Regions from separate parts of the Anas platyrhynchos genome. Here region 2 is linked to region 1. A link is a contact called in public Hi-C data. All regions are on one chromosome and are shown on one strand. The core of a region is the stretch at or near the end of the contact, and the rest is flanking DNA. Distances in the headings are between cores, read along the strand shown.

The links. A called contact is a pair of places that touch in the nucleus more often than the background predicts.
Region 2: a contact with region 1 is called in a Hi-C map of F5 follicle, with 3 times the contacts expected there. The contact joins two enhancer-like sites. A contact is called at or near these places in 3 of 8 Hi-C or Micro-C datasets (F5 follicle, liver and skeletal muscle).

What each region holds. Positions count from the first base shown.
Region 1 is chr19:10,092,335-10,098,818 of IASCAAS_PekinDuck_T2T, forward strand. All of the region lies in intron 1 of LOC101793969 (heparan sulfate glucosamine 3-O-sulfotransferase 3B1), which reads left to right. Among named protein-coding and RNA genes, the nearest start is that of COX10, 120 kb to the left of the region's middle. Within about 2 kb of position 4,502, at least 5 of the 8 cell types and tissues checked have an H3K27ac peak or open chromatin away from gene starts, as enhancers often do. A contact at or near this core is called in F5 follicle, where this site is marked.
Region 2 is chr19:10,268,925-10,275,489 of IASCAAS_PekinDuck_T2T, forward strand. All of the region lies in intron 2 of LOC110353853 (a long non-coding RNA gene), which reads right to left. Among named protein-coding and RNA genes, the nearest start is that of PMP22, 110 kb to the right of the region's middle. Within about 2 kb of position 2,722, at least 3 of the 8 cell types and tissues checked have an H3K27ac peak or open chromatin away from gene starts, as enhancers often do. A contact at or near this core is called in F5 follicle, where this site is marked.

The DNA.
Region 1 (6,484 bases), core at 3,252-5,751:
AACCACGGTGTCATTAGGGTTATGTGTTTAGTTTTTTTTTTTTTTTTCCTTTATTTCTCACTTCGGGCCCGGTGGGCTGTGGCACCCGGTCCTGCCGCGGCTGAGCGTTCCCAGCCCCGCTCCCCCTCGCTGATTTATCGACCAGTCTGCGCCCTCCGCCAGGACCCCCGGGCACGCCGGCTGCTTTCTCTTTTTTTTTTTCTTTTTCTTCTTTTTTCTTTTTCCTTTTTTTTCCTTCTTCCTCTGTGCCGAAACGCCCGGCTGGGTAGGGTCAGCAGGATCAGGCCCGGCTGCGAGCAGTGAGCAGCTTCAGGCGTGCGTTTCTTACACTCCCCGGCCACCTAAATAAGCAGAGGGGACCTTAAAGTGCAAAGCGCTGCTTCGTGGCAATTGTTGAAGAAAGGGAAAATGTCCTTATTTGTTGTATTTTGTGGATTTTGTTTTTGTATTTGTTTTTTCCCCCCAGGAGCCTCCTTTTTGCCCCAGGGTGGGGCTGAGCAGGGCGTTGCTGGGAACAGAGCAAGGATAAGGCAGCTGATGGCTCGGAGGGGTGAAAGCTCTGCTGAACCGAGGGTAAATCTTGAGCGAGGCAGAATTTTACCCCTGTGTTTGGCCGTAAAAATCCCAAATTTACAGTGGCAGCAAGTCAAACACCCGCATCCTGCTTGCCACCACGCTTTGCAGCCACCCCGCTGTCCCACCACAGCCCGGTGTTTGCAAGCTCCCCGTGTTTGTTCCACGGGGTGTCCCGCAGCTCCTTGGCCCCAGGAAGCTCGGGAACGGGCCCGCTTCTCCCGGGGGAGCTCCACGGAAAGCCCCCGTGGCTGAGCGAGGAGCGGTTCCTCCAGCGCGCTCCCAGGAGCCACACGGGGTTGGAACCAGCGCGTCCCAAGGGACGGTCGTGTTCTCCAGGGTGGCTTTGCCAAGCAGCGTCCCGTTGAGATTTTATCTACTTGAGGTAAAAATATATCATAGAAAAAAACAACCGTTGGCCGTGCGTTGTGCCCTGCTGACTTTTCGTGGTCCCCCTTGCCTCGTACCCAGGAGCGGGGCCGGCTGTGCCCCCTCGGCCGCTCCCACCGCCATCGCCTTTGGTCGCCGGGCCAAGTTCGGAAGCAAACGGCCCCAAAAAAGAAGGGCTGGGCTGCTATAATCAGTCAGCAAGGCCCTTGTGTTTGCATGGGCTCATTCCTCCAGATCTGAGGAGGGTTGAGTTGTTCAAACAGATGGCAAAGATTATTCGTGTTGCTGGGGTTTCAGCGCGCCGCTCCGTTTCAAGCATGTTGCCCGATATGACGCACGTGACAAGTTCTTCCCAGCACGACGCTGGGGGGGACGACATTGTCTGCCGCGATCGGGTTTCACGGCCTCACCTGTTGAGCTGCTGAACTTTTCAACGTTGGCCATGCGTTGGGGGCGACTTATTTGGCTGGTGGATCTGCTTGGCTAATCGTGTTAGCGCAGCGCCGTGCCGGGGAGCGCTCGGCTCCTTCTTGGCATGAGAATGGTGGGAAGAAAAACCCGCGGGCTGGGCTCCGGCTTGGGGAGTTTTAGGTTATTTTTTTTTTTCTCGTTAAAGTGGGCAGATCTCTGTAACGTGCTGTGCTTTGGATACCTCTGGGCGCTTCCAGTCGAGGCTGTGCTTTTAAAAGCATCCAGCGAGCCCCAGATGTGGTGGCTGTAAAAACTCAACCTAAACTGCCGTTCTTCCGAGCTGCGTTTCAGACCTGCCCAGGTCCTGAACTTGTCTCCCCGTCAGGCCTCGCTTGCTAAACTGCTCTGTCTGCCCGAGCCTGGATTCGGTGCTATTAATCCATCCCGAGTGGCAAGAAGCCTAATTAAGTGATCTTTCAGCGCCAGCGTTCACCTCTTCTGCCGGTGTGACCGTGGGTGATCAATGGGTCACGGGGATAATGAATGGGCCGGGGTGGTGCGGGGACACTTCACACGTGGGCTCCAACAACAAACAGCAGGGCTCGTTATTGCAGCGCTGTAATTAGGGGGTCAGGGGCTATCGGCGCTACCTGTTGTCCCCACGTGGGCAGTGACCGGAGGGGACGCCTGTGCCTCGGCTGCGAGTGACTAAGTGCCGAGCCGGGTTGGGGCTTGCTGCCGATGAGTGTGCCGGGCTTGCCCACGCCGGTGCAATTTCAGGGCTTTCAGCAGCTGGTGGGGAGCTTCTTAATTAGCTCGTGAGCGCGTCGGAGAGGAGCGCGGCCCGGCGGCTGTCACCAGCAGTGGCCAGGAGGCGGCTGAGTCAATGCGGCCCTCGCCTGGGCTAATGTGAAGGGGAGAAGGGCTCCGGTGGGGAAATTCGTCCGTGGGGTTGTTGTGGGGCTGGGGGTGATGCTGGTCGCCGTTGGGTTTGCTGCCGTGGGGCACCAAAGGGTCCCTCTGAGCTCCTCCTGCCTGCGGGGTGCGATGTGCTGCGGAGCTCGGTCCGAAAAGGTCACAGGAGGGAGACGACGGCTGCTGGTGCCACGTTGGCTTCAAATGTTCCCCGGGGTGGCTTCTGCGCTTTGTAACAGCTGAGGACCAAGGAGGAGAACGCGGGGTGCTGCGAGGTTGTGTGCGCTGTGCTTGTGCGGGGCACTGTGAGCCGGCCTCCCCAATGGCTGGTGTCCCAAATCCTGAGTCCCAGCCCTGCTGGTGCCCGGGCTCCTTCAGGAGTTGTGTGGAGAGGCTCGGAGGTTTGGGTGGCAGGGATTTTGGTGCTGCTGGTAGGAGAGTTTGAGGAAAAGAGGTGTGAAAGTGCTGGCAAGAAGACCTCACGCCAACTTCAAGTAACTGAATGTTGCACTTGGTATTTCTGCTGTTGTACGTGAGCCTGGTGGTGCCCCGTCACCTGGTGGGCAGCAGGGAAGGGGAGAACGTGACTTTGAGAAAAATGATGTGTTCTGCTAAATCCTCCTCAGAAGTGCCCTGGAACCAGTCTTGTTCAGACTCTGTTTGGTTTTCTCCTCTCCTACAGAAAAGGGATGGAGATGGGAACGTCCCCGCTGAGGGACACTGAGCACTGCCTTGAAGGGCATCACGGCAGTGGGGCATCTGACCCCAAAATGATTTTGTGCCAACCGGTTACCCCTGTTCTCCAGGTGACTTCCTACAGCTTGGGGCAGAGGTTCCCGCTCGTAAGGCCAGCCTGGGGCCACCCTGCAGCCACCTTGCTGCTAAAATTCACGAGGTCAGGGCTGTAACCCAGCCAGCTCAGGGGGTGCTGTGGGGGCTTCTGAAAACCCACCATTGAAATTTCCCTGTGTTCGATGCTGCCCAAACAGGATCAGGCCCCCAGCATGCATCCATGCGATGGTGAATTCAGAAAACATTTCTCCAGCAGCACGTGCGTCCTCTTGGGCAAAATCCGTCCCAGTGATTAACTTTGCGAAAGCCCCCAGAAAGCAGCTCTGTGTTCCAGCCCCTCCGAGGCACCGAACCCAAACGTGTCGGAAAACGGGACAGCCAGCGGCGCGCTGGTGGAGGAGGAGGAAGTCATTGGAGAAGTGCTGAGAGGTGGTGGGAGGATGGCTGAAGGCAGGAAAAGCAGAGCGTGTTGGCACGGCGCTGAGGTTGGGATCGCAGCAGGATTTTGGGTTCCTCCTGTTGATGTGCAGGGGGCTGAGCCTGGCGCTGCCGAGACCTTCCCGACACTAGGGGGAGGACAAAACCCCGGTGCTGTGTTCATCAAGTTCCTGCCTCTTCATCGGGCTATTAAATATTTGTTTAAAAACTGGCACAGCCTGCAGCTCTGGCACTCACACAGCTTATATTTTAAAGATGTATTAGGCTTGGAAGGAGCGCGGGAGGTGTTGGAGTAAACAGCAGGTGTGTCACAGCCCGTCAGTGCCAGCGGTGTCCTGAGCTGGCTCATTCGTGAGGATGGGGGAGCTGCAGGGGCCCCAGCAGCTCCCCCTGCCCCATGTCCCTGTGCAAAGGATGCTCAACACAGTGCCTCTGGGATCCGACCCCTGAGTGCCCACAAATTGGAGCCCAAATGGGTTTGTGAGCATCTGAACATCCCCAAGCGTTTGCCCTGGCACCGCCGTGGCTCTGGGTGGCATCACTGCGAGCTGAGCCACGCAACAGCCAAGCAGCCGGAGCATCGCCCCTGCTGGAGGAGATGGATGGGGACGGGGGGGATCAGCGGATCCCACCTCCTGCCATCTCTCCCAGGGCCATGCACAAGCTTGCTGCAGCTTAATGCAAAGCGTGGAGTTGTTCCTGTTCTTGAAATTCCCTCCTCAGCAGCTCTGCTATCTAACAAGCCCTGGGCTGTCTGCACGGGGTTCTGTAAAGCGGAGGGAGTAGCTGCCAGGGGGTGCTGAGCAGCGAGCGAAACCTCGGGAGAAGATCCGGGCCGTGCCAAAGCAGAAGTGGAATAGCAGGTTAGTGTTTCACGCTGGGTTTGCTGCGAGCCGAGAGGGGCCGGGAGCTGCTGTCTGCTCCGAAGCCTCTTAATTACAGGCTGGCGCGGCGCTGCCCGGCCAGCTCGGCGCGGGGAGGAGCGGCCCAGCCCGGTGTCTCGGCGCACCCCGACGCCTCGGCCACCCGCCCTCGCTGCACCGTGGCTCCCCCCAGAGACGGTTTCAAGGTCAGGCTGCTAAATGCAGTGTAATAATTAATTAAGCTATATATAAACAGCGAGCTCACGCGGTCCTAAAGCAGATTAGGAGCGCGGGAGTTTCCTCTCACCCGCCTTCCTCGCCGTGGCTGTTGCCTCGCTCGGTTTCTCCGCGGCGAGCCCTGCAGTTGTCATGCTCGGCCGTCCCAGCACGGGTCACCAGTTGTGGTGAGCAGCTGCAGGGCTGGGGCTGATCCGAAAAACCATGGGGACAGAGCCAAGCCTGCCTGCTCCTGAGCTCCCCACCTCGCCCAGTTCCCCCATCGATCCCAGTCTTGTGGTGCTGGAGGAAGGGGCGTGTGCGGCATCTCTGCCTTCCCCATCCATGCCTCTACTGGGAAGGATGCTGGGATTCGGGGATTCGCCTTCAGCAACGGGCGTTGCAGGACTCCTGTTGCTGCGAGGCTCAGTGCAGCAATAACCCACTTGCATAAGTTTTTATTTCTCCCTGTGGTGATGGGAGAAGCGCTCCGTGGAAAACTGGTTTCCGTGGGGTTTGGAGTGGAGGTGGAGGCGTGAGCCAGGCCGGGTTTCCTGGAAAAGCTTCAGCAACCTGAAGTTTGTAACGAGGCATGAGATTGGAGCCAAACAAGCGCTTGCTGGGTGACTCCAGCAGGGCTGAGATTTGGACAGTACCAAAACCGATGCTCTTTTTATTTCTAAACCCTTATATATATCCAGAAAGGGACAAAACTCATTGAAAACCCCAAAAGTAAACATTTAGGGGTAAGGCTGAGTTCATACCGCGGGTTATTTTTGATGGAGCTGCAGAAACATCCCAGGAAAACTAAAAGCTGTGTCTCTTCATCAGGCTGAGGCTGTCTGTGCTGTCAGGTGCTGAGCCAACTTTCAGCACAGGCAGATCAGGCTGGGTTTTGAAGGACATGAGTACACCACACACGTCCATCGAGTCTGATCCTTGGCTTTGTACAGGGGAATCCTCAAAAAACCCCACCAGGCCCCACAGCCAGCTCCAGGAGAAGGGCAGCAGCATTGCTGCACACCTTGCTTCCCTTCTGCTGCTGCACCACGGCACCTGCTGGTGCACGGCCACATGGACCCCTCTGCTGGTGGCCACCACCGGGGCTGGTGGGAAGAGGTGCCGGGGGTGACGAGGTTGCATTTGGGTGCTGAGCTCGCCCTTCCCCAGCTCCGTGGCTCTCTGGGACAGAAGTGGCTTGGCTCAGTTTGCAGGCACCGGGCTGTGTCTACCTCCAGGAGCTGGAGGCAGCAAGAAGGGGCTTTGTGAGGGCTCACAATGGAGTCCCGAATTACTTCAGTCCTGGTCCGAGGGGGCCCGGCTGTCTCTTTGGGAACCCAAGGGTGTAGAGATCAAAGGTGCGGGTGAGTCAATTACAATTCACATTTGGTTCATCCATATGTTTGGGTATTTGAAAGTCTTCAATGGTAACCCATTTTATATCTCTTATGCCCATTGATTTGTTAATCTGACACTCGGTTTCATCTGAATGACAATGGCGCTCATTCAGACTCCTCGGTGTTCAGGGAAAAGTCATTTCACTTGGGTTGTGCTCCAAGGCCTCAGCATACCAGCCCACTGGGCTCTTTGTGCCGAGGGGCTGGCGGACCGGGGGATAATTCGGCCCTGCAGCCGGCTTCGGAAGGAGATGGGCTCGTAGCAGCTCATAGCAGGGTTGGTTTGTGCATGCATTTCTCCAGGACCTTTCTGCTGGGGTGGACCTGCTCCTTTCGGGAATGCTGGAGGCAGATGTTGGGTTTTGGCGTGGTGATTCTGCCCCACGAGGTCCTCTCTGGTTGCCACCGTAGCTGCAAACCTGCCCTCGGAGCCAGCAGGGTGTGAAGCAGGCAGGGTTACGAGGCAAGGACCGAGCTCTCAGCAGGGAG
Region 2 (6,565 bases), core at 1,472-3,971, 170 kb after region 1:
CCACCCCATCCCCAAACTCCCTCCAGTCCACCAGAGAAACCAAGTTAGCAGTATCAGGATGAACCCATGGATAGATGGGTTACTGTAAGGGAAATAAAACCTGTTGTTGTCACACCTCTGTACAAAGCTGCAAAAAATGTATTGGGGTCCAGCATCAGGACAAAGAAGCATCCCCAGGTGTTGAACTGTGTTCAGATTCTTGGCTTCTCTTGCAGCTATTGAGAAGCTAAAGGCAGATGTAACTCGTTGCCTACTTACAGAGCACATACACTACATGCAGGCAGCACGAATGCCCTCTTAGAAGTGGTATATTCAGGTGGGAGAGTTTGCAGTGTTGGTGTGGAGGTGGGTGTCTGCCCAGCACTACCTCCTGCCCCTTCCTATGCTCTGCTCCCCACAGCAGAGCCAGGAGCTGCACCTGGCCAGACACAGCTCTGCAAACACAGAAAGGCTGTGGGAGCCCAGGAAGAACATGAAACACAGCCCTAAACCTCACTGAAAGCCTGGCTCAGTCCAAGGCAGGCTTTTAGCAGTTCTCCTCCTGCCCTCTGCCCCAGCCAGCGCTGACAACACAAGGGTGCTAAGGGTAGAGACACAGCAAAACGCCTTGCAGGAGAGCAGCTCCCTGCTCCTCATCTCATTCCCCACTCCCCAGGGGCCCTCTCTCTTGATCACCTGAGAGACTGCCACCGAACCCTGCCCAAGGAGGGGCTCCCTGGGTCTGGACCCTAAATCCCTGCTCTCGGCTGTGATCCACAAGCAAAGGGACCCCAGGTGCTGCAGGGGTCACACAGTGCACCTGGGTGATACCCAGTTGCTAAAGGGTTAAAAATGGTGAGTGTGCCCTGGAGCAGGGGCTAAGCACCCCCACTGGGAGGTTACAGGTTGGGCACAGCAGCTGGTGTCTGGACCAACCTTTTAATAAAGCCCTAAGTATTTACCCTTTCAAAGGGGCTTGATGAAAAGATCCTCCAGCCTCAGATAGGTGGATTTTCCCCTCTGTCCCTGCTCCTTGGAAGATGGCACATGGGCATGCACGGAGCCAACAGGCAGAGAACAGACCCACCAGCACACAAACCCATCGCAGCTGCCAAACCAACCTGATCCCGCCAGCTGGTCTCGCTTAGCGGGGCAACAGGGGAGCTGCAAGAGGCAGGAAGACCGAGAGGGAAGTAGTTAAGTTGGAATTAATTTGTCACTCCATATTTAACCAACCTCAAAACTATTAAACAAATCTAATAGGAAATATCCCCCAGATTCCAGATACCTCTGCGTTGCCTGCTGGGGACCAGCCACCGCACAGGGCTTCAGCCGCCGGGCAAATTGGTGCAGGGGAAAGGGGTTCCCTCCTCCACCACCCCCAAGCCGTGCTTAATTCAAGTTTTACCCTAATCCTGGAGGATAATTCATGGAAGAAGCACAGAGGGTATCCGACACCCCAAGCTGAAGTGCTTTAGGGTTTCCTGGCTCTTGCTGGAAGGAAACACAGGGGATGCTGTAGGGCAGCAAGAACTTAGGAGCAGTGATTTCTGTCCTGGACTCATCAGTGATTTTTCCACCTCTCAGAAAGAAAAAAAAAGTATTCCAACTCCTCACACATTAGTTGCAACTACCACCCTCTCTGCATCTGGAATAAAGAGGGAATTGGGAGATTTAAGGCTCCAGATGGAGTGGAATTGGATTTTATTGCCAAAAGCACAAGCTCAGCAGCTAGAATATGGAGAGAAACTAGGGGTGGAAAGCTTGCCTATAATATAACAACAAAAAGCAGCCTATAATATAACAACAAAAAGCAGCTTTTTCTTGCAAATGGGTGAATCCAAGCCAACCCCTCTGCATGGCTTGAAACAGTTGGTGACAACACTTTTCTTGCCGTGGGACGCTGTTAGTTGTTGCCTCAGGTGTGTGCTCTGCTTTTGAGTGAACAGAAATACAAGAATATCCTCCCCTGGATAAAGTTACCGAGGAAGTATCAAATATTGCAAGGAACGGAGTTCTGCCTAATTACTATAGCAGAATAAATTGAGATGAGTTTTGCATAAGCACCCTCCCTGCCGAGGATAACCAGCCGTGTAGTTTAGAGTGGTAACCCACCGTATTTTTAAAAGAAAAAGAAGAAAAGCAAGGCCAGTTGCTGGCTGGAAGAGCTTGCACAACCGCTCGCACTAGCATTCATCTTTGCCCTGATTAAAGCAACATTCCCCGAGTGTTTCTGCGGGTAATTAACACTTCCCCGGCGTCCTTTCCGTTTGCTATCTGCTTCGGGGCGGGGGGCTCGCTGCCTTCACTGGGCGATTTGGGATTTTCCACCCACGACAGGGCCGGGCTCCGAGTGCCCTCTGCCGGGCAGCGCCCGCCCAGCCGACATCGCCCCCGCGCCTCGGCTCTTTTTGATTTTTTCCCAGTTTTTCGGGTTTTTCAGCCCTGCTCGCGGGTTTATCCCGGTGAACCACACACAGGCTGTTGGGAAGTGCCTGGGGGTGCTCACCCCGCCGGGTTTTTGGGGCTGCGAGGAGCAGGAGGGCAGGGACCGAGCTGGCTGAAAACATTCCCGCACTGCCCCTAAATGTGTCATTTGGCACAAAACTGGATTTAAAGCCAAAAAAAAAAAAAAAAAAAAGACAGGCCACTAATCTTGAAATACTGGAGAACACTGTCTGCTTGTGAACCCAATGCCAACCTCAGCGGGAGCAAGAACAAGAACACGCTGCTCCCACCCCAGGGAGAACACCGATGAAACAGTGTCATCAAGGTCACTCCTGCAGCACTGGGAGACCACTCCGAGCTGTCACACTGGCTCCTTCCTGGGCTTGAAAGCTTGCAAAGCCCACTCTGATTCCCCTAAAACCCAGAAGAATTGCTTTTACACCTGGGATACTGGCCATTTTATATTTTTGAGTAATATTTTTAAATAAATGTCTATTTTTTTGAGATAGGCGAACCTTTAACTAACACCTTAATGTTTTTTATATCCATTCTTTTCACAGGGGACAAGAACTGAACAAAACCTATCTAGGTATCCTAAAAGACTCCGTGATGAAGAGGACTGCAGTTCTGAGGAAAGCTTGAGCAAATAAGACAGGTTATTCCGTCCAAGTGTTGCAAACCCCTCTTTACTAATTCCCCATACCCAGACACCCAAACAGGTCAGAGCAAAGATGTTTTTGCAAGAGATTCACCCACTCCTTCCCTCATCACCAAGTGCTCAGGGCCTGAACCAGCTCCCACTGAAGCCAATGGGTAAACTCACTGCTTTTTATGGCACGAGATCAATTCCCAGGTCTGCAGGCAAAATTCAGACAGAAACGGCAAGCCTTTTTCCCCTGGATATTAGTGATGCACGCCTCTCTGGTTTGGAGCAGGCGGATTTCTTCAGGTTTCAAGGTGGGAAAAGCTTTAATGTTTCCTTTTTTATTTTCCTTCAACTGTTAAAAGACACAAACTGGCTACAGATCTATCCGCACATGCCATCAGCAAAACAGCAGTGGTTGTTTGTTTAAAGGCAGCACCGATGCACGAAGACCCCTGGAAGGAAGGGAAACCTCAGCACGGGAATCCCTCATTTAACCTCCCTCAGCTGTCACGCGTCAGCCCCCTTTCACGGACTCCATGGTCCTCTCTCTGCAAATCCCAGGCACGTCTGACACCCCTAAGCACACAGCACACATCGTAGCTGGTACCCCATGTCCCAGCTGGCACCTTATAATTCAGCTGACACCCCGCAACCCAGCCAACACCCCATCCCATGGTGGTGCCCCTCCATCCCCAGCACACAGATGGCTGCTGCTGCTGCTTCAGCATCCAGCAAGAGCCCTGCAGCTGGTGGAAAACTCGCCCCATGCTCCCACTGAGAGGAGCTCCAGGGTGAGCGACCTCAAGGCTGGGACTTAAATAGGATGCAGACAGCTCTGACTTCATCTTTTTCCCTTGCACACCTCCTAAAGGATCACATCTCATCCCTGTCCCCTCCATGGCTGTCCCTTGCCAGGCCAGACCGGGGCAGCAACTCAGGAGCTGATGGCTGCTCAAGCCAGCCCCACGGCTCTTCCATTTGGGAGCTTGCAGCTAGCAGTGAACACAAGCTAGCTTTACACCAGAGATTGCTTAGCTTTAAACACGAGCAATAAAACAAAATACACCTTGAAAGTACATCCCTTCTGTGCAGAAGGGCTCGCTCACCCTCCTGCAGATGGACCAGCTTCAGCATCTCCAAACACAGCCCAGCCTGAGCTGCCCTGCAGCCATCACCCTGACAGGGCTGGGCACAAACACATTTTCCCAGCCTAAATTAGTCTCTTTTCTGACTTTTCAAGGCGTTTTTTCTCACTGAAAAAGGGGAGGGGAAGTGTGAATAAAGAGAGAAAAGGGCTTATTAGGGCTTCGAAATACATGTCAGTGATTCTCTCCTAATCCCCAAAGAACACAGAGACTTCACTATCAAGCATTTCAACCAGAGCTACAGTTTTCTCTTTCCTGTTCTCCAATTAAAGGACTCCATATATTCATACAGGGAACATCAGAGGAATGTACACCCTTCAAAAACTACACAGCAGCACCACGTTCATCACAGGCTGAGCCCAGCTCAGAATCCTCAGGGCGCCGAGGTTTAAGTCTGGTCCAAGTATGTGCACGCATGTGTTTCAGAGCAGAAATTCCTGAGTTCCCCAAGGGGAGAAAGACCCCATGTAAATACAGTATTTTTTCTAAGCTCTTCTGAGAGGATAAAATTGATTCCATCACATCAGTGTCTGATAAGGAAGAGGTTTAGAAATGTTTTTTCCCAAAGTCTGGTGTTTAACCAGCAGCAGGATTTCCATTAAACAACGCAGGAATTGACATCCTAGGGAAGAACAAATCCATTCCCTTAGAGTTGTGTTCCCTACAGTGATCCTTAGAAGATACTTTGGCAAAACATATAAGAAACAAAGCAAGTGTAAGGCAAGATCTGTGTAGCAGCTGTCAGTTTGGGGCTTGCACCTGAACCAGACCATTGCCTCTGAACTCTCATGCTTAGCAGCTCCTGAAAGAGATCTTCCATGAACGTCTGCTCTCCCCTTTTCATTCATTTCTAGTTTTGGCCTCCATGAGATCCAGCAGCAGGGAGTTCCACAATTTAATTATACAGGCATGAAAATTTCCTTCCCATCGTTAAAACTGCTGACTGATGATTTCATCACAGGATTGCATACAGTAGGAAGAACATAATGCCACCCTGCCCACCTTTTCCACACCATTCATCTATGCTCTTTGGCATCCACAGTCTCATGTCATGTGGAAGTCAGCCTACATTTCCCTGGCTGGACTTTCTCCATCTCTGCTATATCCTTTCCCAGAGTGGGGAACAGAACAGCACCAGTATCTTTGCCATTTCAGTGCCACAGGCAGACACCTGGCACAAGCTGGGGGTGGCTGGCAACCAAGCACCAGCTCATTTTGCTCCCAGCCCTGTTCCACACCTGGGGCATAGACTTAGAAGGTGGAGAAGAAAGTCCAGCTTCGAGCTTTCCTGTTATTCCCATGGGAGCTGGGAAAGTGCAGAACAAACAATAATAACAATTACTCCAGCTGGAAAGTATTATTTCTCCTGGCTTCTTTTCTGGCTCAGCAGGAGAGCTGGTTGGAAATTGCATAATCAAAGTATTTGTGATTGAGGAAAACAGTTTTCAACAGAATAGTAACTCCCCTGGAAATGTTTTGAAGTTACTGTTATTGCTTAACACCAAAAATTAAACATCCTCTGTAAAATAAATAAATAAATAAAAAGAGAATGTATAAGTGAACTATTTTCGGTAGTGAAAGAGAAGACTCACAAAAGAATAATTTGCATTTCTGTAAGCAGTTCAAATCCCCCATAGCAAAAAGGTACTCAAATGACTCAATAACTGTATCATCACTGGGCTGAGGAATGGGGACAGAGGGTCCCAGAGGCTGGAGTTCACTGGGAAGGAACATAATTTGTCCTAACAGCAGGATCCGTCCAGCTTAGAAAAATCAAGGTTTGATCCTGCTTCAGCTGCACGTCTGATAACGTATTCTCCCCTGGTTTTAGGGAGAAGTAGGACTTGCCTTACTTTGCAAGGGAAGGCTCATTTGGGACTTCAGATGGCTCAAAGCTTCTTAGAAAAAGAGGATTAAGACATCTGCTGGGTGCAGCACACTACCTGTGCTGGCCTTCAAAGGCTCCATGGCAGCTGGTGCAGATCCGACCCAGCTGGGCTGCAGCCCAGGTTGTCCCCTCCTGGAGCACCAAAGCCACAGGCCTCTGCCCTTCTTCTAGGCAAGAATATCAGCTGCCCTGGCACACAGAGCTCATCCTGCCCTAATTGCGGCCCTGTGGATGAATGTACACAGCCTTTTAAATGCTTTTTCAAGGACCATGTTCCTGCTGCCTGCAGCTTCCAGCTTGCCCTCAGCCTCTGAGTCTGCAGAGCAGTAGAGCAGAGAGGGGAAACCCACAGGCTGTTCCCGTGGCCAGGATGCTCCGTGCCCATACATCCCAGCCACAAGAGTCCAACAGCTCTCTGATTTCACTGTCTCTGTCCTTAGTCATTGACTTTTTTTTTTT